4 separate regions of the Mus musculus genome follow, and regions 1, 2 and 3 are each linked to region 4. Evidence: chromatin contacts called from public ChIA-PET, Hi-C and promoter capture Hi-C data. All regions are on one chromosome and are shown on one strand. The core of a region is the stretch at or near the end of the contact, and the rest is flanking DNA. Distances in the headings are between cores, read along the strand shown. Region 1 holds the start of Hinfp (histone H4 transcription factor). Region 2 holds the start of Dpagt1 (dolichyl-phosphate (UDP-N-acetylglucosamine) acetylglucosaminephosphotransferase 1 (GlcNAc-1-P transferase)). Region 3 holds the start of Vps11 (VPS11, CORVET/HOPS core subunit). Region 4 holds the start of Kmt2a (lysine (K)-specific methyltransferase 2A).

The links. Promoter capture Hi-C pulls out the DNA fragments that hold promoters and counts their contacts. Hi-C and Micro-C count contacts between places; a contact is called where the count stands out from the background. ChIA-PET counts read pairs in DNA pulled down with a chosen protein or histone mark.
Region 1: a contact with region 4 is called in a Hi-C map of muscle stem cells, with 2.0 times the contacts expected there. The contact joins the promoter of Hinfp here to the promoter of Kmt2a in region 4. A contact is called at or near these places in 2 of 39 promoter capture datasets (liver and pre-B cells), 1 of 484 Hi-C or Micro-C datasets (muscle stem cells) and 1 of 115 datasets of contacts at active chromatin or transcription factors (microglia).
Region 2: a promoter capture Hi-C map of liver shows a contact between it and region 4, with 4 times the contacts expected there. The contact joins the promoter of Dpagt1 here to the promoter of Kmt2a in region 4. A contact is called at or near these places in 6 of 39 promoter capture datasets (the 3T3-L1 cell line, the C10 cell line, cranial neural crest and 2 more), 2 of 115 datasets of contacts at active chromatin or transcription factors (microglia and thymic regulatory T cells) and 3 of 9 other capture datasets (adipose tissue, liver and pancreatic islet).
Region 3: an RNA polymerase II ChIA-PET map of effector CD8 T cells shows a contact between it and region 4, with 21 read pairs. The contact joins the promoter of Vps11 here to the promoter of Kmt2a in region 4. A contact is called at or near these places in 2 of 115 datasets of contacts at active chromatin or transcription factors (effector CD8 T cells and thymic regulatory T cells) and 1 of 9 other capture datasets (liver).

The regions. Positions count from the first base shown.
Region 1 is chr9:44,301,918-44,308,071 of GRCm38.p6, forward strand. Hinfp (histone H4 transcription factor) reads right to left here and starts at 3,754. Exons shown (of 10, transcript NM_172162.3): 1 at 3,699-3,754; 2 at 493-670. The coding sequence starts at 661.
Region 2 is chr9:44,324,888-44,331,026 of GRCm38.p6, forward strand. Dpagt1 (dolichyl-phosphate (UDP-N-acetylglucosamine) acetylglucosaminephosphotransferase 1 (GlcNAc-1-P transferase)) reads left to right here and starts at 1,928. Exons shown (of 9, transcript NM_007875.3): 1 at 1,928-2,318; 2 at 2,665-2,785; 3 at 3,066-3,279; 4 at 4,104-4,250. The coding sequence starts at 2,152.
Region 3 is chr9:44,360,286-44,365,977 of GRCm38.p6, forward strand. It overlaps Vps11 (VPS11, CORVET/HOPS core subunit), which reads right to left and starts at 1,385. Exons shown (of 16, transcript NM_027889.2): 1 at 1,160-1,385. The coding sequence starts at 1,346. Gm40516 (a long non-coding RNA gene) reads right to left here and starts at 4,981. Exons shown (of 2, transcript XR_870691.1): 1 at 4,937-4,981; 2 at 4,295-4,522.
Region 4 is chr9:44,878,828-44,885,008 of GRCm38.p6, forward strand. It overlaps Kmt2a (lysine (K)-specific methyltransferase 2A), which reads right to left and starts at 2,462. Exons shown (of 36, transcript NM_001357549.2): 1 at 2,022-2,462. The coding sequence starts at 2,447. Gm39326 (a long non-coding RNA gene) reads left to right here. Exons shown (of 4, transcript XR_870694.3): 2 at 665-3,876; 3 at 5,518-5,617; 4 at 5,795-6,010.

The sequences.
Region 1 (6,154 bases), core at 2,504-5,003, 580 kb before region 4:
ATGAACGAAGAAAGTATAATTAAGAAAATAAGCCTCAGAGGGCTAGAGAGATGGCTTAGAGGTTAAGATGGCTGCTCTTCCAGAGGACCTAGGTTCCATTCCTAGCACTCATATGGCAGCTCACTACTCTCTGTAACCCCAGCTCCGGGGGATCCCACACCCTCATACAGACACAAACGCAGGCAAACGCCAATGCACATGAAGTAAAAAATAAATAAAATAAACTTAAAAAAAAAAAAAAAAAGCCAGGTATGGTATGCACTCCTTTAATCCCTGAGCTCAGGAGACAGAGGCAAGTGCACCTCAGAGTTTGAGGCCAGCCTGGTCTACAAAATGAGTTCCAGGACAACCAAGGCTACACAGAGAAACCCTGTCTTGAAAAAGAAAAATGGGGGTTGGGGACGGGGATGACTCACGACTGTTCCCTCAACTGTCCTTTCTCTAGCGGTCGGTCGGAGTCACACCTCCCTTAAGCTCCTTCCTGCCCCTTACCAAGTGGGTCCTCTTCCTCTTCTTCCTTAGAGCCATGCATGTGCTGCTGCAGGTGCTGAGTGACATGGTCGAAGAACTCCTCCATGGCCGAGCACACAAAGGAGCAGGACCCCCACTCACACTGGAGCCCCAGGTTCTCCTTCCGGGGAACTTTTCCAGGAGGCGACATGGCCTTTACCTTAGAGGAAGAGGAAGAAATCCAGAGTTGTAAGACTGTATTCCAGGGCTGCTGGAGGCAGACGCAGGCGAGCAGCCCACTGAGAGCCAGCAGGTATTTTTCGGTATCTCGAGTTTTTGGGTTTGTTTTGTTTTTCAGTAGGGATGGACCAGCAGTTTCTCAAGCTCTACAGGCTGTCTGGCTTCCTGGAAAGAGAGAATAATACTGAGCGTGGGCCAAGCACTAAGCTAAGGATGTTAACAGACATTTTCTCATATAGCTTCTGAGCATATTCCCATGGGAGACAGAACAATGCTCAGTTTCAAAGAAAGGCACCAAAGTTAAATCCCAGATCCCACTGCCTACCGCCTACCGCATGTGAGGTCTTGGCCAAATTGGGGATAACAAAACTTTTTGTTTGGAATATCACACTTACTGTATATATAGCACTATTTTGTTGAATGGAGATGGAGAGAAGGCTCTGGTTAGGAGCCCAGACAACTCTTCTAAGGGATCTAGGTTAGACTGCCAACAACCATATGGCTGCTACAACCATCTATAACACCAGCTCCAGGAGATGAAACACATTTTTCTGCCCTGAGAGCACTGCAGGCATGTTATGTGACCTCCATACAGGTAAAACACCCATACACATTAAAGTAAAAATAAATCTCAAGGGGCTGGAGATATGACTCAGTGGTTAAGAGCTCTGGCTGCTCTTCCAGAGAATGTGGGTTCAGTTCCCAGCTCCCATATAGTAGCTTACAACTGTCTGTAATTCCAACTCCAGAGGATCCAATATTCTCACACAGACTTTTGTTCGTGAAAAACACCATTGCATGGGAAAGAAAAAAAAATGATCAAGTTTTTTAAAAAGCCCTCACAAAAATACTATTTTGTTCTTGTTTTGGTTATTTTTGGTACTGAGGACGGAATCTAGGACCTTATAAATAGTATTTGGGACAGGGTTTCCCTAATTGACCCAGGTGGGCCTTAAACTTACTCTGAGGTCTGTCTACTGTGCTGCAATCCTCCTGCCTCAGACTCCCAAGTAGCTGAAATTACAAGTTTGAGCCACCACACTCAGCCATGGTAAACACTCTGTGTGTGTGTGTGTGTGTGTGTGTGTGTGTGTGTGTGTGTGTGTGTGTTTGGAAGTCAACTGGAAGGGACCCATGGTTCCTCAAGAATCAACCATCTGAGGGCTTTGTTTGCTTTTGATAGAGTCTCTCCTTGCCCTGGAGCTCACTGAGTAGGCTGACCAGTGAGCTCCGAGGAGACTCCTGTCTCTACTTCCCAACAGGATCACAAACATTCATGGGCCTTTTTACAAGATGGGGTCTCTCTGGCTGCCTTGAAGCAAGCTATGTAGACCACGCTGGCCTTGACCCATCCATCTCTGCTTTTCAAATGCTAGGATTAAATGCCTGTGCCACCACTCCCAGCCATTGGACTCTTTGCTTTTTTAATGTGGGCTCTGCAGATCAAACCAAGGGCCTCCCGAGGTTTGTGAAGCAAGTACTTTACTGAGCCACCTCTAGCCTCATATTAAGCATTTTATTTGCATCATGTTATTAGTAACACTATGAGGCAGGCATCATTTAAACCTCATTTATAGATAAGCTGAAGCTGAGCCCAAAGTTCATATTCTTATTTCATATAGCCTACATGACCCTGAAGCATTCTACTCCTTACTGGATTACGTTAAATTTTCCGTCAGGCATTCAATACCATAATTTGTCTTTGCTTTGCCCACACAATACTAGATCCCACTACTCCTTTAACGTTAAAATGTAGATTCCATTTGACTGAAGGAGCCCTGTTTACACTCCAGTGTCTATACTTTACTAAACATTTTTAAGAATATAATAAGCTGGGCGTGGTGGTGCACGCCTTTAATCCCAGCACTCGGGAGGCAGAGGCAGGCGGATTTCTGAGTTTAAGGCTAGCCTGGTCTACAAAGTGAGTTCCAGGACAGCCAGGGCTACACAGACAAACCCTGTCTCTAAAAACAAAACAAAACAAAAGTATATAATAAGTATGTAGTTTAAAAGAACGAGAACAAAGTGAAAGGTTGATGCAAAATTTCTAGGAGGGACATTAAAGGGACAATTCTGCAGAAGTGAGATGGCTCAGTGGGGGAAAGCAGCTCTTGTCACACTAGCCTGACAACCTGAATATGACCCCAGGAACCCCACCACCACCATTCACTCACATATGCTCACACCACTAATCAAGTGGTGGGGAACAGGGTGGCGTTGCCAGTCTTTGAGACAGGATCTCTTGAGAATTTCAGGACAGCCAGAGCCACAAAGTTAAGATGGTCTCACAAAAAAGAAAGCCACCACGGACATCACATTATGTCTAAGGGTGTATCTGTCTGAAGAGGAAGTCAGAAGGATGGAGAAGGAAAATAAAACGAAACTCCTTAGTTTTGTGATCTTAAATTACTTAAGCCATATGGGCCTAATGCACTACTGAGGCTCACTAAGGGTTTGCTACATCTAGCCTTGTTTCTGAGTGTTAATTAGGGGATGGAGAAGCATCCAACCCCCCCAGGATCCTTACCTGACATTTCATCACTAGTCAAAGTACAAAACCATCCCATCAACAATTATCAGGAGAGTATATACTCTATCGCCAGGCACCAATGAACTCTGAGCCACAATCCAGAAGAAAGGCCCAGGTCCTAAACAAGGACTCACAGACCAGGATCTGACGGCTGAACCCCGCAACCAATCCAAGGCGCAGGACCAGGGAGATCGGGACACGAAAAGGCCGGTGGGCAGCCTCGCCTGGGCGCTGAGGCCGGAGGATAGGTAGCTAGAACTCAGAGGAAGTAGCCCATCCGGGAGAGCTTCCCGGGATCCCCGGCGTCAAGCGTGGTGCCGAGGGAGTCCAGCCGCAGAGACCCCCTAGCCCGAGGGCGCGGAGGCTAAGGGCCGGCACGGACGCCACACCGAGCGGCTCCAGGAAGCCCGGCCTTCCGCAGGCTCCGGAGAGAGCCGCTTTAGCCGCCAAGGTACGGGAGCCGCAAGCCTCCACTCACCTGCCAGCGCCGCTGGTTTGCCCAGCGCCCCACCCACCTCACACCATCTACCCCGAGGCGTTTGAGCGACGACCAGCGACAGCCAATCGCCGCTCTCGAGTCGACCGACAGCCAATGGCCGCTGCGTCTGTCAGAGCCCGTGCGCACCAAAACACGGAAGAGGCGGGAATCGTCCCGGAGAGGGCTCCGAGTCCCAAGGGGGAGAGTGAGGGACGACCGGATGTGGCTGAAGTTCGCGTCACCTTCAAAAGTGGGTTGGGCCTGCTCCCGACTGTGCGCAGGCGGGAAGCTTTGAGGCTTGAATTCCCACTACTGCGCAAACTCGCGCCGACCACCCACTGGGCATGCGCCTAGTTTGGCCGGCCTTGTCTGTCATCTTCCTCACGGTGTTTGTAGTTCGGTTAGTTGTCTAGGTAGTTCGCCTACACTGGGGCACCACCTTCATCTTTGATTTTCTTAAGTCTTCTCTGTTTTATGTACCGTACCCCAGGTTGACCTTGGACTCACAGAGACCCACCTGCCTAAGTGCGCCACCTCACCAAGTTTAAGGGATACTGGGGGATTCATTCAAGGGTTTCTGCTTGCTAGACAAATGCTCTACCAACAGACACACACACACCAGCCCCGGAGTCTACTTTTTTTTTTTTTCTTTTTTCTTTTTTTTTTTTTTTTTTTGGTTTTTTCGAGACAGGGTTTCTCTGTGTAGCCCTGGCTGTCCTGGAACTCAGAAATCTGCCTGCCTCTGCCTCCCAAGTGCTGGGATTAAAGGCGTGCACCACCACGCCCGGCCGAAGTCTACTTTCTTTAACACGTGATCATCCATATTCCTCTATCTTCACTTCCATTCTGTTCGACGAATGACACCCATTCCAGAACTCCACACTCATTTAACATGCCCCAGTGCTTAATTTCTCTACAAGACATCCTTCACAGAGCCCAGCAAAGTGATCTTTAACAAAACCAGACTCGATCAAGTCAGAATTCTGTGTAAAATATTCAAAGGCGTTCTGTTGCCTTCAGTACAATGGCCCCAAACCAAATGGAGAATTTCCAAACGCCAGCATCTGGGTGCTGCCTACCTCAAATCCTATCTTGCGTCTTGGACCTCATTTCCTGCACCTCAGACACAAATTTCAGTTTCCCCACCACACTGTGCCTCCTTTTACTTCCCATGTGTCCACTTGTTTTCCCCTGAAAGTCTCCCCTTCCCACTTCCCATTACGTAACTAGCCATTCTTGTGTTTTCAATGGAGACGGTCCTTTGCCTGAGAATTGACTCTTCTTATTATGATATATTGTATTTGTGCTTACTACTGTGCAGTCTACACTACCCAGTGAGAAAGACCAGTTGCGCCTATTTCTTCGTTTTTATAAACCAGTCACAGTCACACAATCCAGTGAAGGAAATTCAGAATTTAAAATTGCCATGCTCAAGCCAGGCGTGGTAGTGCATGCCTTTAATCCCAGCACTCGAGGGGCAGAGGCAGTCGGATTTCTGAGTTCGAGGCCAGCCTGGTCTATAAAGTGAGTTCCAGGACAGCCAGGGCTACACAGAGAAACCCTGTCTCGAAAAAAAAAAAAATGCCATGTGCGGCGGCACATAATTTCACTCCTAGCACTCCAGAGGAAGCGGCAGGTGGACCTCTGAGTTTAAGGCCAATCTGGTTTACATAGTGAGTCCTGGACCACCCAAGGTTAGACAGGGAGAGAGACCTCCCCTCCGAAAACAAAATACAGCCAACCACCACAATGAGCTTGGTGTGGTGACACATACACACTTGTACTCCCAGGGGAGGGGCAGGGGAAGGGGAGGCAGGAAGGAGGATCATAAAACCTGAGGGCAGTTTCCGGGAGCTGGTACTATATAGTAGGTGACAAGACAGCCTGGGCTAGAGACACTTCCTCAAAAATCATTTTGTCTGTGTCCTATGTAAATAAAAGTTTAGAGACAACATAAAAATAGGTCAAGTTGAGCCAGGTGTTCACAGGCCTGTAAACCCAAATCTGCTGCAGCTGTGGAGGCAGAAAGATCCTACAGGCAATGTCTCGAGAAAGAGAATGTAGCTGTGGTCATGATACCTCACTTCTATAATCCTGTGTAGGCCTGGCTGGCCTTGAACTCACAGAGCTCTGCCTGCCTCTGCCTTCCGAGTGCTGGGATTAAAGGCATGCACCACTACAACTAGCTACGATTTACTTCTTTAATGTCTACAAGTATTTGCTGCATGGATGTGGGTACAGCATGTGTGTGCTGTGACTGCAGAGGCCAAAAGAGGGCATCAGATCCTCCCTGTAATTGGAATTACAGATAGTTGTGAGCTGCCATGTGGGTGCCAGGAATTGAACCAGGGTCCTCGTCAAGAGGACTTGGTGCTTAAAAGCAGTGTTTAAGCCACTTCCTCGGAACCATCTCAAGAATTAAAAGCAAACCTTTATAAATACTTTGACTAAATGTA
Region 2 (6,139 bases), core at 678-3,177, 550 kb before region 4:
TAAATAAAGATACAGACTGTCCCTCACACCTCCAGGGAGTCTCAGCTACTCCTGATCAACAGGATAGCTGAATGCTCCCTCCTCTGGGGATTTCATTAGCTCCTCCCCCCCACCTGCTCTGTGTAGCTCAGCCTCCCAGTTTGGAAGACCCTTCCCCTCCAACTATGGAAATGTTGTGAGCTAATATCCCTCCCTCCCTTCCTCCCTCTCACATCCGCGTGCACTCCAATCCCTCTCTCTCTTTTTTTTTTTTTTACTCACTCATCATGCATGATGATGCCTGGTACACAGGTCTCTTTGTGTCCTATGCCTCAGGGGACACCAGAGGAGAGGAAAACATTTGCCTCCCTGATGTTGGCTTGCATGTGTTACACATACAAGAAAAACAAAACTTACTATACTATCCAGTAAAGTGTATTTGGGACATAGATGGGGCTTTTAATGTTAATAAGAGCCATCTCCAAGTTGAATGGACATTGAATACCTGACTTTCAGAAAAAGGAACCTAAGAAGTTCTTCTTCTTCTTCTTCTTTTTTTTTTTTTTTTTTTTTTTTTTTTTGGTTTTTCGAGACAGGGTTTCTCTGTGTAGCCCTGGCTGTCCTGGAACTCACTCTGTAGACCAGGCTGGCCTTGAACTCAGAAATCCACCTGCCTCTGCCTCCCAAGTGCTGGGATTAAAGGCGTGGGCCACCACCACCCGGCTTTTTTTTTTTTTTTTTTAGATTTATTATATGTAAGTACACTGTAGCTGTCTTCAGACACACCAGAGGAGGGCGTCAGATCTCATTACGGATGGTTGTGAGCCACCATGTGGTTGCTGGGATTTGAACTCAGGACCTTCGGAAGAGCAGACTTAACCACTGAGCCTACTCTCCAGCCCTTAAGAAATTCTTTGACCTAAGTAGTGTCAACTTCACCCTGATTCTAGGAGTATGCTGTAATTCAAAAGGGGATGGACAAAACGCCATGTTATTGTCAACTCCCTAACTCTCTGTGGTGGATTCCTCTCTGAGGAAAACATTTGCCACCTAAGGGATCAATATTCCAGTGAACTGCTGTACTACTAGCGTGTACAGGTGTCAAAAGGCAAGTAAGTGACTGGGAGGAAGAAACTTGACTGGGAGGAAACCCACAAGCTCACTGGAGGTATGGACAAGCTCTCCTGCCTCGTTAGTTATTTGCAATGCGTCGGTTTCTGTCTATTTGGAAAGCGTTGGCACAGTGCTGTGATCCAACATCAAGTTTTAATCCCTGCTTTAATCGAAGACCTGAAAGCTCAAACAGTTTCCTCCTGGCGAAATGCAGCGGTAGGTTGCCCAGCAACAAACTGCTATAGTGGAGGCAGAAGGTGGGTGGGTTGTGGGAAAAGTACCTGGATCATGAACAAGAAAAAGGGCGGGAGGGGCTTTTCGAGTGTCTGAGCTTCCCAGGTTTTAAAAACCCTCCAGATTGTTCCTGAGTTTCTGGAACCAGTGTTTACGTCGGCAACAGTTTTCCTGCAAAGAGCGGGTGTGCTTCCACACTCTCATTCTTCCTGACCACGGCCAGCTCTCAGTAGCCATATTTCCAGCCCCAGGGCATCCCAGACTAAGCTCAGGCTGCTAGCCCTTTAAACCCGACCTGCGAGGGAGACGACGTGGAACCACAGAACTAGCGGTGTCAGCCACGTGGTACGAGGAAGCGTTCATGTTGGAACTGGGCAAAGCCTATTTCCACTCTGAGCTGCACAATATGATTGTTTCGAGAGTATCCACGTTCTTGTATTTTCTTCAGTTGAGTTTTCAAAAACGCTAATGGTACCACTCCTTTAGAACTAAAGCTTTGTTTAAAATAACACTACCGGTCCGGCTACAGTGCCCGTTTTAAAAATGGTGCTTCGGTCTTCAGCAGCGATAGTTCTTTCGCAATTAAGATCCGGGTGGAAACAATGGGTAGGTGCAGCGGGGCAGAGCCGAGGTTGCTTCCTAAGAGCTTCTTGCTGGTCAGGAGGGAGGGTCAGGTCCTAGCGTCCTAGCTGGGTTTTGTTCCCGCTGGCGCCGGAATCCTCTGCGGGTTGGGAGCCGCACTGCCGGCTGCCGAGGCCACGGGATTGTTCCTGGCTTACCAGTTAGCTGAGTAGGCGGCGGGGCGGCGGCCACCGGAGGGTCACCATGTGGGCCTTCCCGGAGTTGCCCCTGCCGCTGCCGCTGCTGGTGAATTTGATCGGCTCGCTGTTGGGATTCGTGGCTACAGTCACCCTCATCCCTGCCTTCCGTAGCCACTTTATCGCCGCGCGCCTCTGTGGCCAGGACCTCAACAAGCTCAGCCAGCAGCAGATGTGAGTAACCGCACGCGAGTGTCCTGGGTTGGGGGGGGGGGGGGCAGGATTGTGCAGAACAGGGGCAAGGACTGAGATGCTTGGCTTTGCACTAGCCGGAAAGCTAACCTAGGCACCCAGAACTCTGGGAGGTCATTAAAGTTGTCTATCCTTGGGAAGGACGGAATGGAACTGTTGGGTGTCAGGAGTTGTAGAGGGGTAGGTATCCTTTGCCCTGTGCACGCTCTCCCTACTCCCCAACAAACAAAATCCTGAGAAGGCCACTTTGGTTTACTGGGACCCCTACTATTGTGAGTGACCACGCCCCTTTCTTCTTCCTCCTCCACCCTTTCCCGCTGGGCCGCAGCCCAGAGTCCCAGGGAGTGATCAGCGGTGCTGTTTTCCTTATCATCCTCTTCTGCTTCATCCCTTTCCCCTTCCTGAACTGCTTCGTGGAGGAGCAGTGTAAGGCATTCCCCCACCATGAAGTAAGTGCACCAGTGGGGAAGTTATTAGCGGGCTGGCTGGGGCCGGGCACTTGAGTTGGGGTTATTTGGATTTGGGAAAAGGATGCTTGTGGCCACAACCATAGAGACAGGAATTCTTGGACTGGTGATATAGCTCGGTGGTAGAGCGCTTTCTCAGTATGTGAGTATGTGCAAGGACCCGGCGTTCAATCACCAACTCCGAAAAAAAAAATGGAAAAGACAGGAATTCTTGACAGAGTAGAAGTAGGTGTGAGTCATTACGTGCCCACTTCTCCCCCAGTTTGTGGCCCTAATAGGTGCCCTCCTTGCCATCTGCTGCATGATCTTCCTGGGGTTTGCTGATGATGTCCTCAATCTCCGCTGGCGCCACAAGCTGCTGCTGCCCACAGCTGCCTCACTACCTCTCCTCATGGTCTACTTCACAAACTTTGGCAATACAACCATCGTGGTGCCCAAGCCCTTCCGCTGGATTCTGGGCCTGCATTTGGACTTGGGTGAGTAACCTTGCCACTACTGCCCCTGTGGCACCTACTTTCTGGTACCCTTGCCTCTGAGGTCCCAATAGAGGACCCCTCCTGGTGGTCCATATCCCCATCAACCATTTCTTTTCTGTCCTTGTATCTACTTTCTCTCTTTTCCCTCCTTCTTCCCTATCTCTTATTTCCTTCCTGTTTCAAGGAAGTCATGCTTGCACTAAGACTTATTATCAAAGCTTTTCCTGTCTCTGTTTTGTATTTAAAACAAAAACAAAAACAAAAAAACAAAACAGGGTCATAGGGCTGATGAGATGGCTTAGCGGGTAAGAGCACTGACTGCTCTTCCGAAGGTTTGGAGTTCAAATCCCAGCAATCACATGGTGGCTCACAACCACCTGTAATGAGATCTGACACCATCTTCTGGTGTGTCTGAAGACAGCTACAGTGTACTTATCTTTGGGCCATAGCAAGCAGGGACTGAGGGAACAGGGTTGACCTGAGAGAGCAGAGGTCCTAAGTTCAATTCCCAACAACCAGATGAAGGCTCACAACTATCTGTACAGCTACAGTGTATACATAAAATAACAAATACATATACATAAAAATAAATAAATCTTTAAAAAACAAAACAAACAGGGTCACACACTAAATTGCCTTGAACTTATTTAGCCCTGGCAGGCCTTAAACAGGTAATCCTCCTGTCCCAGCCTTCCAAGTAGTTAGAATTATAGGCCTGAGCTACTAGACCTTGCCTATTTGGATCCTTTCTGGTGTTCCATTCATCTTGTGCTTTGTTCTGTTAACAAACAAATCCAAATCCTACTCCTCGCTGTGTCCCCCAGGGATCCTGTACTACGTCTACATGGGGCTGCTTGCAGTGTTCTGTACCAATGCCATCAACATCCTGGCGGGCATTAATGGCCTAGAGGCCGGTCAGTCACTAGTCATCTCTGCTTCTATCATTGTCTTCAACCTGGTGGAACTGGAAGGTAGGTGAGATTGGGGAGAAGGAGAAGTCTGGGTGTTAAGGGAATTGCCTGGTATGACTCTAGAGAGTTTCTTGTGTGTGTGTAAGGGGTGGGGAATGACAAGACAACAGTGATTTTAGAATGGGAGCTATTTACTTTGTACACAGCAATAAGGAATTAAGCATGAGAAACAAAAGCATTAATGCTATCATGTATAGCTTGATGGTCATGAATAGCTAGACCAATTCTTTCTTTCTTTTTTTTTTTTTTTTTTCTTTTTGGTTTTTCGAGACAGGGTTTCTCTGTGTAGCCCTGGCCGTCCTGGAACTCATTCTGTAGACCAGGCTGGCCTCGAACGCAGAAATCTGCCTGCCTCTGCCTCCCAAGTGCTGGGATTAAAGGCATGTGCCACCACTACCCGGCGACCAATTATTTCTATTGGGCATAAATAGCTTCACAGAACCCCAGCAACAGGTACGATCACTCTCTGACCATAGTGGGGAAAGACTCTTGCCTTCCTAACCCTGTCTGATTACAGATAGACCCAGAACACTTAGCAATATAAAAATGACCACAATCCCGCAGCTAACATGAGAGGGTACAGCTTTTTTCAAATAACAATTTAGTTCTTCCTGCTTCCTTTTGTTTTGTTATTTTGAGACAGTCTTGCCATGTAACCCTGGCTAGCCTCAAACTTATGATCATCCTATCTGTCTCCTAAGGGCTGGAATTGCAGGCCTGCACCACCACACCTGGCTTCCTCCTACTCTTAAAAAAAAAAAAAGTTAAGTTATTCATGTATTTGGCCTTCTGTGCTCCCAGTTTGGAGCACATGTCTACTTCCTTTCATCCCTTCCCAAATTATCCAAAACAAATTCTAAAATAAGCCCCTCATATTGAAATATTTTACGGTTCCCTCTGGTGTATGATTCCCAAAGTCTTAGTCTCTATGTAAGCCCAAGTTTGAGTATTAGTTACTTTTGGTCGTGTTGGACATCAACAAGTGCTTATTAAGCCTAAGCGCTTTGTTTTGAGACAGGGATGTACCACGTTGCCCTGGAACTCACAGAGCTCCAAGTTCTGAGAGTAAAGGGATGTGTGCCTCCCCTTGTCTCCCAGCTAAAGCTAAGCATATTTAAAGCATTATCTCATTTAAATTAAATGACTCTGTATAACTGGCAGTACCCAGTTTTTGACAGATAAATGGAAGCTTACCAAAATTCAATGTGTCATTTCACACAGCTAGGAAATAAAACTGGTATTCAATCAAATCCCAGCTGGAATTTTTAAACCACATTTAAGATAGTCACTAGGTTTTCTGTTGTTTTCTCTGTCTCTCTCTGTGTCTCTCTCTCTTCCTCTCCATACCTCTGGCTATCCTGGGACTCACAATGTAGCCCAGGCTGGTCTTACACCAGGAGATATTCCTGTGTCTTCTGAATATTAGGAGTCACTAGCCTTTTGGTTGTTTTTTTATGTTTTGTTTTTTAAAAGATTTTATGCATGTGGATGTTTTATCTACATGTACATTTATCTGTACACCAGAAGAGGTCACCAGATTCGATGAGACTACAATTATAGATGGTTGTGAGCTACCATGTGGGTGCTGAGAATTGAATAATTGAATTTAGGACCTCTGAAAGAGCAGCTAGTGCTGTTAATCATTGAGCCATCTTTCTAGTCTGTTGTTAGCTTTTTTTTTTTTTTTATAGGTCAATGAAAGTAATGAGAGTATCGGGAATGGCCTGGGTGATGTGAAAGGGGAAGTTAGAGCTGGGCACGGTGGCAAACACCTGTCATCCCAGCACATGGGAGGTGCCCGCCAGACTTGGCTACATAGGAAGTCAGGGAGCAGCAGTGGCAGGGTGGGGTAGAGTTGGTCTTGAAAGTGACTTGGGTGCTGTGTTCCT
Region 3 (5,692 bases), core at 135-2,634, 520 kb before region 4:
AATTTAAAAAAGAAAGAAGGAAATGAAACACACACATGCACTTGTAATCTTAAGAGAGATTACATTCACATAATTTCAATTACAGGATATTATTATAATTGTCCTGTTTTAGTATTATTGTTGCTAATTTCTTACTGCACCTTATTTAAAAATTAAAAGTATGATCAGTGTGTTGTCACTGACTTAGCAACTTTTAATTTACAATCCTACAAAAGTGACAAGCAGCAGAAATTCTACTTTGAGGGCTGAGGGGCAGAGCATGTAAGAAGAAAGCATAATTGACAAGTTTCCAGAGCTAGTAATATGGGTAAGATACTCCTTTGAGGATAGCCCTTAATCCCAGTGATCTGGAGCCAAGAGATGGGCGTGAGTTCAAGACCAGCCTAGTCTACACATTGAGACCCTGTCCAAGATGTTGAAAAAGATACTCTCTTGTGATGCTGGGCACATTTAGCTCCCGGTCAGCAATGGAATCAGAAGGGAACATTGATATAGTATAGTTATAGTGTACTCTGTTGCTATTTAGACTGGTAGACTAGGCAAGATAAATGCATTTTTGGCTTGTATAACTTTCCATTTATGATGGATCTGCCTGGATGTAAACCTATCTTAAGTTGAGGAATGAGCGTCTCTGAAAGGAAAAAGTAGCCCCTATGTAGTTTGTAACTACCAGTGGCTTGAGACCTCAGCTGGGGTCTGACTGTACATCCCAAGGGCTTCCCCACATAGCTCATAGCTCGTGAACAAAGCAAACAAAGTCCTTATCTATCTACCTCCTCGCCTACAATATTAGACAGGGACTGTAACACCTCACACACACTCACAATCAAACACACACACACACACACACACACACACACACATATTTTAAAGGCAAGTTGCGTCTATTTGCGAGGGGGCCGATCTTAACCTTTGTCAAACTGGCATTAACAACCTTTTTCCAGTAAAGGAACCTGAAGCCGAGAGTTAAATGACTTGCTCAGGACTGCTCAGTTGACAAGTGAGAAAATGAACTTCCTTCTTTCTCCCATCAGCCCACAAAAGACATCTGGGCTCGCGTCTAACTGCGAGCACGCAAAACGCCACTGACAGATTGCATTCGCTGTAGAAACTCGTCCGGCGTGCGCTGAGGAAAGAAACACCTCCGAAAGAAGGATATCTCCAAAGACCAGGCTCCCGCGGCCTGAGTCGCAGACAGTGATGCCAGGAGGGAGGCAAAGGAACTTGGAAGCAGCGGATCCCGACACAGGCGCGGCACCGGGAGCAGCCCCATCATTACCCAGCGGCTCCTTCACCAGCTCCTTCTCGAAGAAAACGAAACGCCGCCACTGCAGGTAGGCCGCCATCTTGCCGAAGGCCCCCGCCTCCGGAAGCGAAATCACGTGAACCGAAAGGCGAGTCATGTGACAGTGGGGAGCATGCGCACAAAAGGCTTGCTGCTCGGGACTGAGAGGTGGGGCGTGCTCCGTAGCTCCTTAATGCTCTTTTGATCTTGTTAGGACTGACAACGTCCTTCAAGAGAGTGGTGGCGCGATTCGAGGTCCGCATGCCCTCCACAGAGAGGCGGTGTCTCAAAACTCAATACTCTGTTCGATGCAGAGAATAATGTTTTGGGAAGCTATCTAATTCATCAGCTTTTTAATTTTGCAAAATAAAGCTGTAATTAAGTGCCACCTTTTTAAAAGTAGTTAATAGACTGCCCGATCAAATCCAAAGCTTTTTAGATGTATAAAACTTTATAGGGGGCTGGAGAGATGGCTCAGTGGTTAAGAGCACCGACTGCTCTTCCAGAGGTCCTGAGTTCAATTCCCAGCAACCACATGGTGGCTCACAACCATCTGTAATGAGATCTGACGCCCTCTTCTGGTGTGTGAGAAGACAGCTATAGTGTACTCATATACATTGGGTAAATAAATATATCTTAAAAAAACAAAACAAGGGCTGGAGAGATGGCTCAGAGGTTAAGAGCACTGACTGCTCTTCCAAAGGTCCCGAGTTCAATTCCCAGCAACCACATGGTGGCTCACAACCATCTGTAATAAGATCTGACGCCCTCTTCTGGTGTGTCTGAAGACAGCTACAGTGTACTTACATATAATAAATAAATTAAAAAAACAAAACAAAACAAAAAAAACTTTATAGGGCTGAAGAGATAGCTCAGCGGTTAAGAGCACTGACTGCTCTTCTGAAAGTCCCGAGTTCAAATCCTAGCAACCACATGGTGGCTCACAACCATCTGTAATGGGATCTGATGCCCTCTTCTGGTGTGTCTGAAGACAGCTACAGTGTACTTAGATATAATACTAAACAAAACTTTATAAGTAAAATTATGCTATCAAGAAGCAACTAGAGCCGGGTGGTGGTGGCGCACGCCTTTAATCCCAGCACTTGGGAGGCAGAGACAGGCAGATTTCTGAGTTCGAGACCAGCCTGGTCTACAGACAGAGTGAGTTCCAGGACAGCCAGGGCTACACAGAGAAACACTGTCTCGAAAAAAACAAAAACAAAAACAAAAACAAAAAAGAAGCAGCTAGATGGACAGTATGTACTTTCTGTGCAGATCTCTATAGAAAATCCACCACTGTATACCAGTCAGAAAGTTTACTCTAACCAAGAAAGTCTTGAGGTTTTTGTTTGTTTGTGGTGACAATGGGGGACAGACAAATCAATAAAATGCTCAGTCACTGATGAGGATTTCACACATTTTGTGAATTCTAGCTTGCTGTGCTTAAGTTTGTTTGTTTGTTTTTAAACCTGTCAGAGATATTTTAGGTCATAAATGGAAGAAAGCAAGTATATGAAACCGGTTTTTCAACTGCTGGAAAAAATTTAAAAAAAGTTTGGTCCTGCCCCCGACACAGTTTGAATCAACCTTGTGTATTATATTCTGTTCTGCTTCAGAGTGTATAACTTCTCATACACCCAATCCATGTTTGCTGAGGTGCAAAATGCAACTCCTAAGACCCTGTTAACCTTCTTATCCTTCCTATAGAGGAAGAGGCAAGCAAAGACCAGGGAGTGGCAGCTTTGAGAGTAGAGTGATTTTAATAAGTCAAGGTCTTCCATAGCTGTCCAACCGGCTCTGTGTAGAAACAGCTCTGTGTCCTGTGTCCTGTTTGTGTGTCAGGGGGAACCATGAAGTTTGTGTCAAAAGAAGCATTGTGAAGAAAGTGACAATGATATCAAGGTGACATCTTGTTCACTGAGACTGATTTAGTGAATTTTGTTATCTAGGCAGATGTCCCTTCTCTCACCACTCTGTGTGTGACTGTGGCCTTCCTGTAGCATGTTCTGTCGAAGACCCTGTCCTTCCAGGACAGAGGAGGACCATTTCTCAGTTCAAACATACAAGTAGCTGACCTCCCCTGCTAGAACCTCCAAACATGCTCTCAACAAGTACTGTGATGCCAGGCAAGTCAGGGATACATAATGAGATCTTGTCTTCAAACAAAATAAGAGAGAATAGCATATGCAAGCATGCCACCTCGTGCTCCTCCTCCTGCCACTGCCACATGGCAGTCTTTCTTCCTCTGATGTCTGCATCCGGCCCTACCTGTACCTATAGGGTCTTATTGATGCGTGACACTAAGGCACAAACTGGCCTACCAGAGCCACCCACAGCTCCTCTCTCCACCTACTAGTTTGCTTTTCACTTCTCCACAAATACATTTTCTGTACTACCCACTACTGGAACTGTACTAAATGCCCAAAAGGGTAAGGAGCAAACTGTGGTCCTTGACCACCGCCCTAGAGAACAGGCATTAACAGCAGGCAATAGCCAGGGACGGTGCCTCACAGCAGACAGTAGCCAGGGACGGTGCCTCGTGCCTGTAATTTGAAAGGCTAGGGTGGGGAAAGTTGCCATGAGTTCAAGGCTAGTCTAAGAGACTGTCTCAAAACAAAAAAGAGGCAGGAATCAACCCCCAATTTCATGTAGGAAATGATACCTAACAGTGGTTTTGCTTCTCATCAAGTCCTTGTAGCACCCAGGTGCAAAAAGAGGTATAATTATCCTAGGGGAAAGGTGATCCTCTGGCCAGAAAACATCAAAGTTATTTAAAAATAAAACAAGAGCTCTTCATTTGCCTGATCTTTAATTATATATTTTTCTGGGGCACGAGGCCAAAGGTACACTTGTCAGAACACAAACCAGGATTGTCTATTAGTTCTACCTGTCTGACTCTAGTAAAGTCAGTCAGGCAAGGAACATAACCAGGAAAGAACTATGTGCACAGATTCAGTAACAGTTTTGTCTACTGAGAATTTCAGTCTTGAAAGAATTCAAGAATCAATATAACTTAAACATTTTCTATTTTATTCTTTTATGTGTATGATGTTCGGCCTGGACATAGATGCACTGTGTTAATGCAGTGCCACAAAGGCCAGAAGAGGGCGCTGGAGCTCCTGGAACTGCAGTTACAGACAGTTGTGAGCCAGTATGTGGAACGCAGGGACACAGACCCAGGGACCCAGGTCCTCTTGCAAAGAAGCCTCTTCTGACATCCAAGGTCTCCAGGAACACCTGTGGTACACAAACATATATGCAAGAAAAACATTCATATACACAAAAAAATAAACCAAAAAATATTATTAAATAGTTTGTTTTTATTTTTGTGTGCATTGGTGTTTTCCCTGCATGTATGTCTAAGTGAGGGTGCCAGAGTCATTAGAACTGAAGGTATAGACAGTTGTGAGCTGCCATGTGGGTGCTGGGACTTGAACCAGGGTCCTCTGGAAGAGCAGCCAGTGCTCTTAACCACTGAGCCAACTCTCCAACCCCCTGAAAGTAGTTTTAAAAGGCTAAAGATGTATCTGTGGTGGAGCTCTTTCCTTGTATGGAAGTGGCCCTAGGTTCATCGCTGTTGCTGGGGGTTGGGGAAGGAAGTTAGTGAGCTCACACTTCAGAACCAAATGCTGAAACACAGCATACCAATACCTATTATTTATTAGACGCGTTCTCACGACCGGCCAGGAAGAACACCACAGACCAGAATCTTCTGCGGCAAAGCTTTATTCTTACATCTTCAGGAACAGAGTGCAAGAAGCAAGAGAGCAAGAAGCAAGAGAGAGCGAGAAGCAAGAGAGCGAAAAAGCAAGAGAGAGAGAAAAGCAAGAGAGCGAAGCAAGAGAGAGCGAAGCAAGAGAGAGAAGCAAGAGAGAGAAGCAAGAGAGCGAAGCAAGAGAGAGAGAAAAACGAAAACCCCGTCCCTCTTAAGGAGCATTCTCCTTCGCCTCGGACGTGTCACTCCCTGATTGGCTGCAGCCCATCGGCCGAGTTGACGTCACGGGGAAGGCAGAGCACAAGTAGTCATAAGATACCCTTGGCACATGCGCAGATTATTTGTTTACCACTTAGAACACAGGATGTCAGCGCCATCTTGTAACGGCGAATGTGGGGGCGGCTCCCAACATCTCCCCCTTTTTCTTTTAATAAGAGCAAATAGGCCACCCATATTAATGAGAGTGGAGATAGAGGTCAAATCCCCAGTGTGTAGGTAAAGGAGCCATGTACAGGATTAGCTCTTAGGCTTACAGGCTTTTACCCAGAGCAACCCTGACCTGTTCCCGTGTCGTTTTGCCTGGGGGAAGGGAACTAGGACACTGAACCTTCATGAAAGATGACATGTCTCCCTAGAATAGGCTCATATATGCCGCAGAGCCTTTCCATTGCAGTGCTTAGCCTTGCAACTCT
Region 4 (6,181 bases), core at 1,212-3,711:
TCAAAAATCATAACAATAATCTACAGCAACCAGTCAATACTCGCAAATAACCCTGTTTACAGCAGCTGCCTTCTGAAGGCTGGAAAAAGGGGGTGGAGGCAGAGGGAAGAGAGGCAGGGAAAGAGGATGCTGGAGCTAGCAAGCTATATAGCAAGGAACACGCCCCCATCATGTCCTCCTTACTCTGTCAGAGGCGGTTGTTGTCAGTCTCCTGAGCCAGCTGCCTTAGAAACAATTTTTAAAAGGAGGCTGGAAGACTAAAAACTTAAAAAAAAAAAAAAAAAAGACCAGCTCCTTGAAAGGAGAGGCAGGGGTCCCTAGGATTCCCCACCCCCGTCCAAGGCCTTTGCTAAATCTAAAGGGGTGTGGGGCATAGTGGGGCACAAGGGGTTTGCCCAGGATATTTTGTGTGCCCCAACGGCAGTGCACGCAGGAAACGGCTGGTTGCTATCTTTCCCTTTCTGTTTCAATCAACAGCTCCAGAGCAGCAAACCCCTACCCCCCCTTCACTTCAGCCCCTGGCAGCTGCTCTTCCTCCCCCTAGAATCCCCCATTACATTCCCCCCCCCCCCTTCCCCTGCGATTCAAACTGCCCTTTCTGCATCCAATGGAAAACAAATGCGCATAGCCATTGACTGAACCTGAACTCAACTTCCCTTCCCAGGGCAACTTTCCTTTTTGCTGAAAAAGGCTGAATTCCGTTCATCGGAGCATCCCGGTTCTCAGCCTTTACCTCATCCACCTTGAGTCTCCCACTAGGAATCGCAGAAAGACTAACTTGGCTTCATAACCCTCCTCTTTCTCCCAACCCAAAGCATCAACAACCAACGCCACCACACTAAGGCAAAACTGTCCTTTTATCTACTCTCATTCCAACCCGGCTTTCCTCCACCCCCTTCCAAGACCCAGGATTGGCCTAGGAAAAGGTGGATCAATAATGAAATGACGAGAAAAAGAGAAGGGCGGGAGGGAGCCAGGGCCAGAGGCTGCAAGCTCTCAGGCGCAGTGGGTGGGGTAAGAGAGCAGCTGCTTCCCTTGGGAGGATGCAGTCCTAGTTCCCCCACAAACATCACCCCTCACCGGGGCCCCCTTTCTCAAGAGCTGGAGAGAAACCCTGCTCCTCTCAAGGAGAATGCTAGAAAGTAGCTCTGCTCCAAGCCTAGGGGAACACTGGACCATTTTCCCTCGAACACACCTCTGGTCCTTCCTCTAAAGGAGGGAAAGGGGTGGAGTTGGAGGTAAATCCCTGACACCAGCAGCCTAGGAAACGTAGCCCTGGAAGATGAGGAAAGAGACAACGCTGGGGAGAGCACTGTTATCTTCGCAGGAGAGATGAGAACGACAAGGTAGAGAGAAAGCTTTCCCCGAGGGGTAGGGCGGAACGAGGAGGCCTGGTGTGCAGGAGGTGGGAGTGGGCTGGTGGTAGAGGTGAGACAAGGGGGAGTGACTGGCAAGGTGAAGACCTGGCTGGGGAGGGAGGGAGGGTTGGTCAGGTTTTCAGAAGCAAGGTGCAGGAAGGGACCTGGATTTCCCAAGGGCCAGGATAAGAACCTGGCTCTGGATGAAGCCACCACCCGAGAGATGTCCAAGGGGGAAGACTGCCCTAGGAGTAACACATCTGCCCAGGGAAGGAGGCGGAGATGTGGCGGGATCAGGTCTCTGGCAGAGGGAGGGAGGAATCTGGCTCGGATGAGGTAATCTGTGAAAGGGAGGAGGGGTTCAGTCCCGGGATGGGAAACCCCCGCAAGGGGGTCTGTGCCAAGGGATTTGGGGAAGGGTCCAGGGGAAGAAGGCGGGACGGGGGCTAAAGGCCCTCAACTAGAAGGGTCTGAGCCCTCGGGTAAGGGCGCCTGGGGGTCTGCAGCCCATAACGGGGGTCCTGAGATGGGAGGGCCATTTGCCCCACGTTAGGGACCCCAGGATGTTTCCAGAATTGGGATGCTCCTCAGACCTGCATGGGGGAGGGGAGGGGTTCTTCAGAGGGTCGAGACCCCGGACCTTGGGGTTCCTCGCCCCCTTACCTCTCCGCTGCCGCCTCCCCCGCCGCTCTCCCCAAACACTGCCCGGAACCGGCGCAGGTTGGTGCCGATGGCGGCCGAGACCTGCAGCGCCGCGTCGAAGCCCGGGCCCACCCGGAGCAGGGCCGGCCCTGAGGAGGCTGAGGACGATGACGAAGACGAAGACGAGGCGGACGACGAAGAGGCTGCTGAGGCGGCGGCCGCTCCCCCTGGAACCCCAGCCCCGCTGCTTCCCGCCGCCGCCGCCGCCACCGCCGGGGGGGAGGGGGGCGCCCCGGGGCCGCCACCGCCGGCCTGGGGCCCGGGGGGAAGCAGCAAGGCCGGGACGCGTTGCCGCGGGGCGCCCCCTAGGCCCCGGCGCCCCCCGCCGCCGCCGCCCCCGGTGGTCCCGGGTCGGGCGGGGAAGCGCCACCGACAGCTGTGCGCCATGTTCGCCCCGTAAGTGAAGCAGCGAGAGGGAGAGGCGACAACACAGGGGGGCGGGGAGGCGGAGGGGGGGGAGCGGCGGGCCCCGGAACCTGCCTAACCCGCCTGGCGCCGCCCAGATGGCCGTACCCCGCGGCCCGCTATGCCGAGCGCCGGGTGGCGCCCGCCTGCCCTGCAATCTGCATATGAGCCTCTGGCCTCCGCCTCCGCCGCCCGGAGGCCGCTGCTCTATGCCGAGCCCCGGGCCCGGCTCCTCCCGCCCGGCAACCTGGATAAGTGCATGCCCCGCCCTCCGGGAGCGGCAGCGCCAGGGAAGATGAGGGGGGGAAGGAAGCCCTGGAGCCCGGAGCGGAGGCGGGTTCCGGGGAGAGGGGGGAGGGGGCGAGGGCGGCGGGAGGATGGAGGCGGAGGGAGCGGGTGGCCCGCAGCCGAGAGAGCCGAGAAGCCGATTACACACGTTCCCGGGACGCGCAGGGACTTGAGCGGCCCAGGAGAACCGCTTCCAGTGCGGCGCGGCTGCTGGGTCCCCGGAGGAGCGAGCCTTCTCCGCCGCTTTGGAGAGCGGCGGGCTTAGCCCTTATGGAACGCTTCTAGAATCCAGAAAGCTCCATTGTACTCCATGCAAAACCCAAGCGTCGCCCAATTGATTCTATGCAAAATGGCAAGGCTCTCGGCGAACGCGCCTTAAAAAAATAAAATCCAATAAAAGAGGAGCCCCTCCCATCTTCACGCTTGGAGCTCTTTCCAAAATCCACACAACCGTGTGGTCGGCCTCTGCCACCTCCTCGCTCCACTGTGCGCTGGAGGGAGGTGAGGGGCTTCTGGTTTCCGTGCCCTTCTCCGGAGTTGGGGTGTGTTTTCCCAGTCCAGGCGTTGGAGCCACAGCGTGCGCTCCGCAAACGACCTGGCGTTACAACGGAGCTGAAACTGGGTGGCTAACGGACAGGGCCTGGAGGGAAGAGGCGGGCAAAGGCGCCCCGCCCCTTCTTCCTCCGCTTCCAGCCTGCCGCTGCATGCAAAGCAGACCCTAATGTATGCACACGGAGGGAGGGGGCTCGCCAGCACATTTCTCATGATTGGGAGGGGGGGGGTTTGAAGCCCGGCGTAGGGCATTATGATACACAGGGTTAGCAAGCCGAGAGGGAGGGAAGAGGGGTAGGGCAGTGCCGGGGGTTGATGGTGGGGTGAATATCCACGGGATTTACTTTATTGCAGGAAATGGGAGACGGCGCCTCCAGCGAGGCGTTAGAAGCCTGCGGGGATGGAAAAGCCAAGGAGGGAGGGAGAGATTGCTGCCCGAAGAATTTGCCTTGGCTGAGGCTTAGGGATCGATACACTGCCTGCAGACCCGGAGCAGCCTCCATCTCCCCCAACCCCCAGCCGAGGTGGAGTTCGCAGGAAGGTCATGCAGCCGTCCAGGTCTCCCGCACCGGTACCCGGCGCTGCTCTAACCAGGACCTCCCCGGGTGGCAGATTTGGGAACGACAGGGTGGTTCATAGTAAGGCAGGTAGCAACCAGCTCCAGCCCACTGGAGGGTGTACTGCACGCCTCCAGAGGTCCACGGCCTCCTGGTGCTGAAAAATCTACGTCCTTCCTACGGAGAGACGTCTGTGCCTGAGGAGAAAATGGGGAGGGGGGGGGGGGAGCGAGGAAAGGAACAGAGAAGGGGAGGAGACATAGTCAAGCCCCAACTCCCCAAACTCGTCCGGGATCGATCATCGTTCCAACCACGCAGGATGGAGCCCAGATGGTTTGCAAAACGCACATTCACACTACGCACGCACAACCAGATTCCGTTGTTGCTTCTCGTGGCTTACTAGGCGCCGAGAGGATGGGAGCTGCGAAAGGGTATTAAACAGCAGCCCCAAGACTCTGCTTAGGACATAACACACCCCATTGTGGACGGTTTCTCTATTGCAATGTATTTTTGCGTTAGGCTCTGGGGTTTTGCTTCAGTATAGCTGCTCTGATCAGTTACAGATTGGCGACCACGTGGATTCCCTCAAGCATCCTGATTTGTTCCCTCTCTCACTCTCTCTCGTTTATTTTTCTTTTGTATTTGCCGCCCCCCTTCTTTAATATGCATAACGGCCTTCAGAGGTAGTAGGCAGGGGACTGAGTGACAGGCTTTATATAACTGTGTCAACAGGATTTCTTCCCGCCCTCCACCTTTGAGAAAACAAACCCGTTAGATTCTGCGTAACCCTCTCCCTACAAGCACACTTGATTTAGCACAGGTGGGAGGTCTGCAGGGTGGGTGGCAGCAGCAAGAATGGAGAATATTTGCAGGCTGTGAAGACATGAGCCTGGGAAGTCGGGGAGAACTCCTTGGAAAATTATCTAGTCGCTCTCTCTCAGGCTGATGCAAAGCGACCTGGTATAGATTAGAATTTGTTTTGTGGCTGGATGTTTTCGAGCAGAAATAACTAGCTCTTATTGAGTACTTTCTTTTTTTTTTTTTTTTAAAGATTTATTTATTTATTATATGTAAGTACACTGTAGCTGTCTTCAGACACTCCAGAAGAGGGCGTCAGATCTTGTTACGGATGGTTGTGAGCCACCATGTGGTTGCTGGGATTTGAACTCCGGACCTTCGGAAGAGCAGTCGGGTGCTCTTACCCACTGAGCCATCTCACCAGCCCCTATTGAGTACTTTCTATGATCCCAAATGTTTTATGTGCATTCAGTTCTTACTAATCATATAAGATAACCCTTATTTTACAGGTGGGAAAACTGAGTCTTAGAGTAATGCCCTAGGCCACATATTTTAGGGATAGGTCCAAAACTTTAGTGGGGTCTAACACCAAAATCCAGTAAGACAATCTTGGCAGAGGGACATTCAATGGGAGAGTGCTTGCCTAATATTTGGAAAGAAAGCCCTGGGTTTGATCCTAAGGACACGGACACACACACACACACACACACACACACACACACCTCGAGGGGGAGGCACTGAGAGAGATTCTTTTTTACCTTTCTCATGTTACCGTAAAGTGCTTTATTCTTTGGTTGTAAATCTTAACTCATTTCTCTTGAATATCAATATGTCATATGGCTAATTTTTTTTAACAGTTACTTTGGAGCTATGGCCTTAGCTATTTGAGACTGATCTTGAACTTACGCAGCCAAAGATGACACTGAGCTTTCTGCCTCTGGACTGCTTGGAATACAGGTGTGTCCCACCATGCCTGTGTTCATGTACTGCTGGCAATCAAGTCCGGGGCTTTGTGACTACGAGATGGCAAGCACTCTACATCCCTATCCCCATTCCCTATTTAAAACAAAACAAAACAAAACAAAACAAAACTATTCTTTGTGTTTATTTATGTGTCCTTGTTTGTATGTATAGCAGGAGGTGACCACAGGGGACAAGAGAGGACATCAGAACCTCTAGAACTGGAGTGACAGGCAGTTGGGCACCACCTGACACAGGTGGGAAACAGCCCTGAGTGAGCTGTAAGAGCCACACCCACCCTTAGCTGCTGCACTCTCTCTTCAGCCCCCTAACATACACACCCCATCTTTTTTTCTTTTCTTTTCTTCTTTCTTTCTTTCTTTCTTTCTTTTTTTTTTTTTTTTTTTTTTTTTGAGTCTAACTGGTCTAGTCCTGAGCTATGTAAACCAACCTAGCCTCAAACTTAGAAAGGTCCTCCTGCTTCTGTTCCCGAGTACTGGAATCACAGGCATGTCTGGCATCATATGGTTAGAATGTTAATGAAATTGAAAACCCCACTGC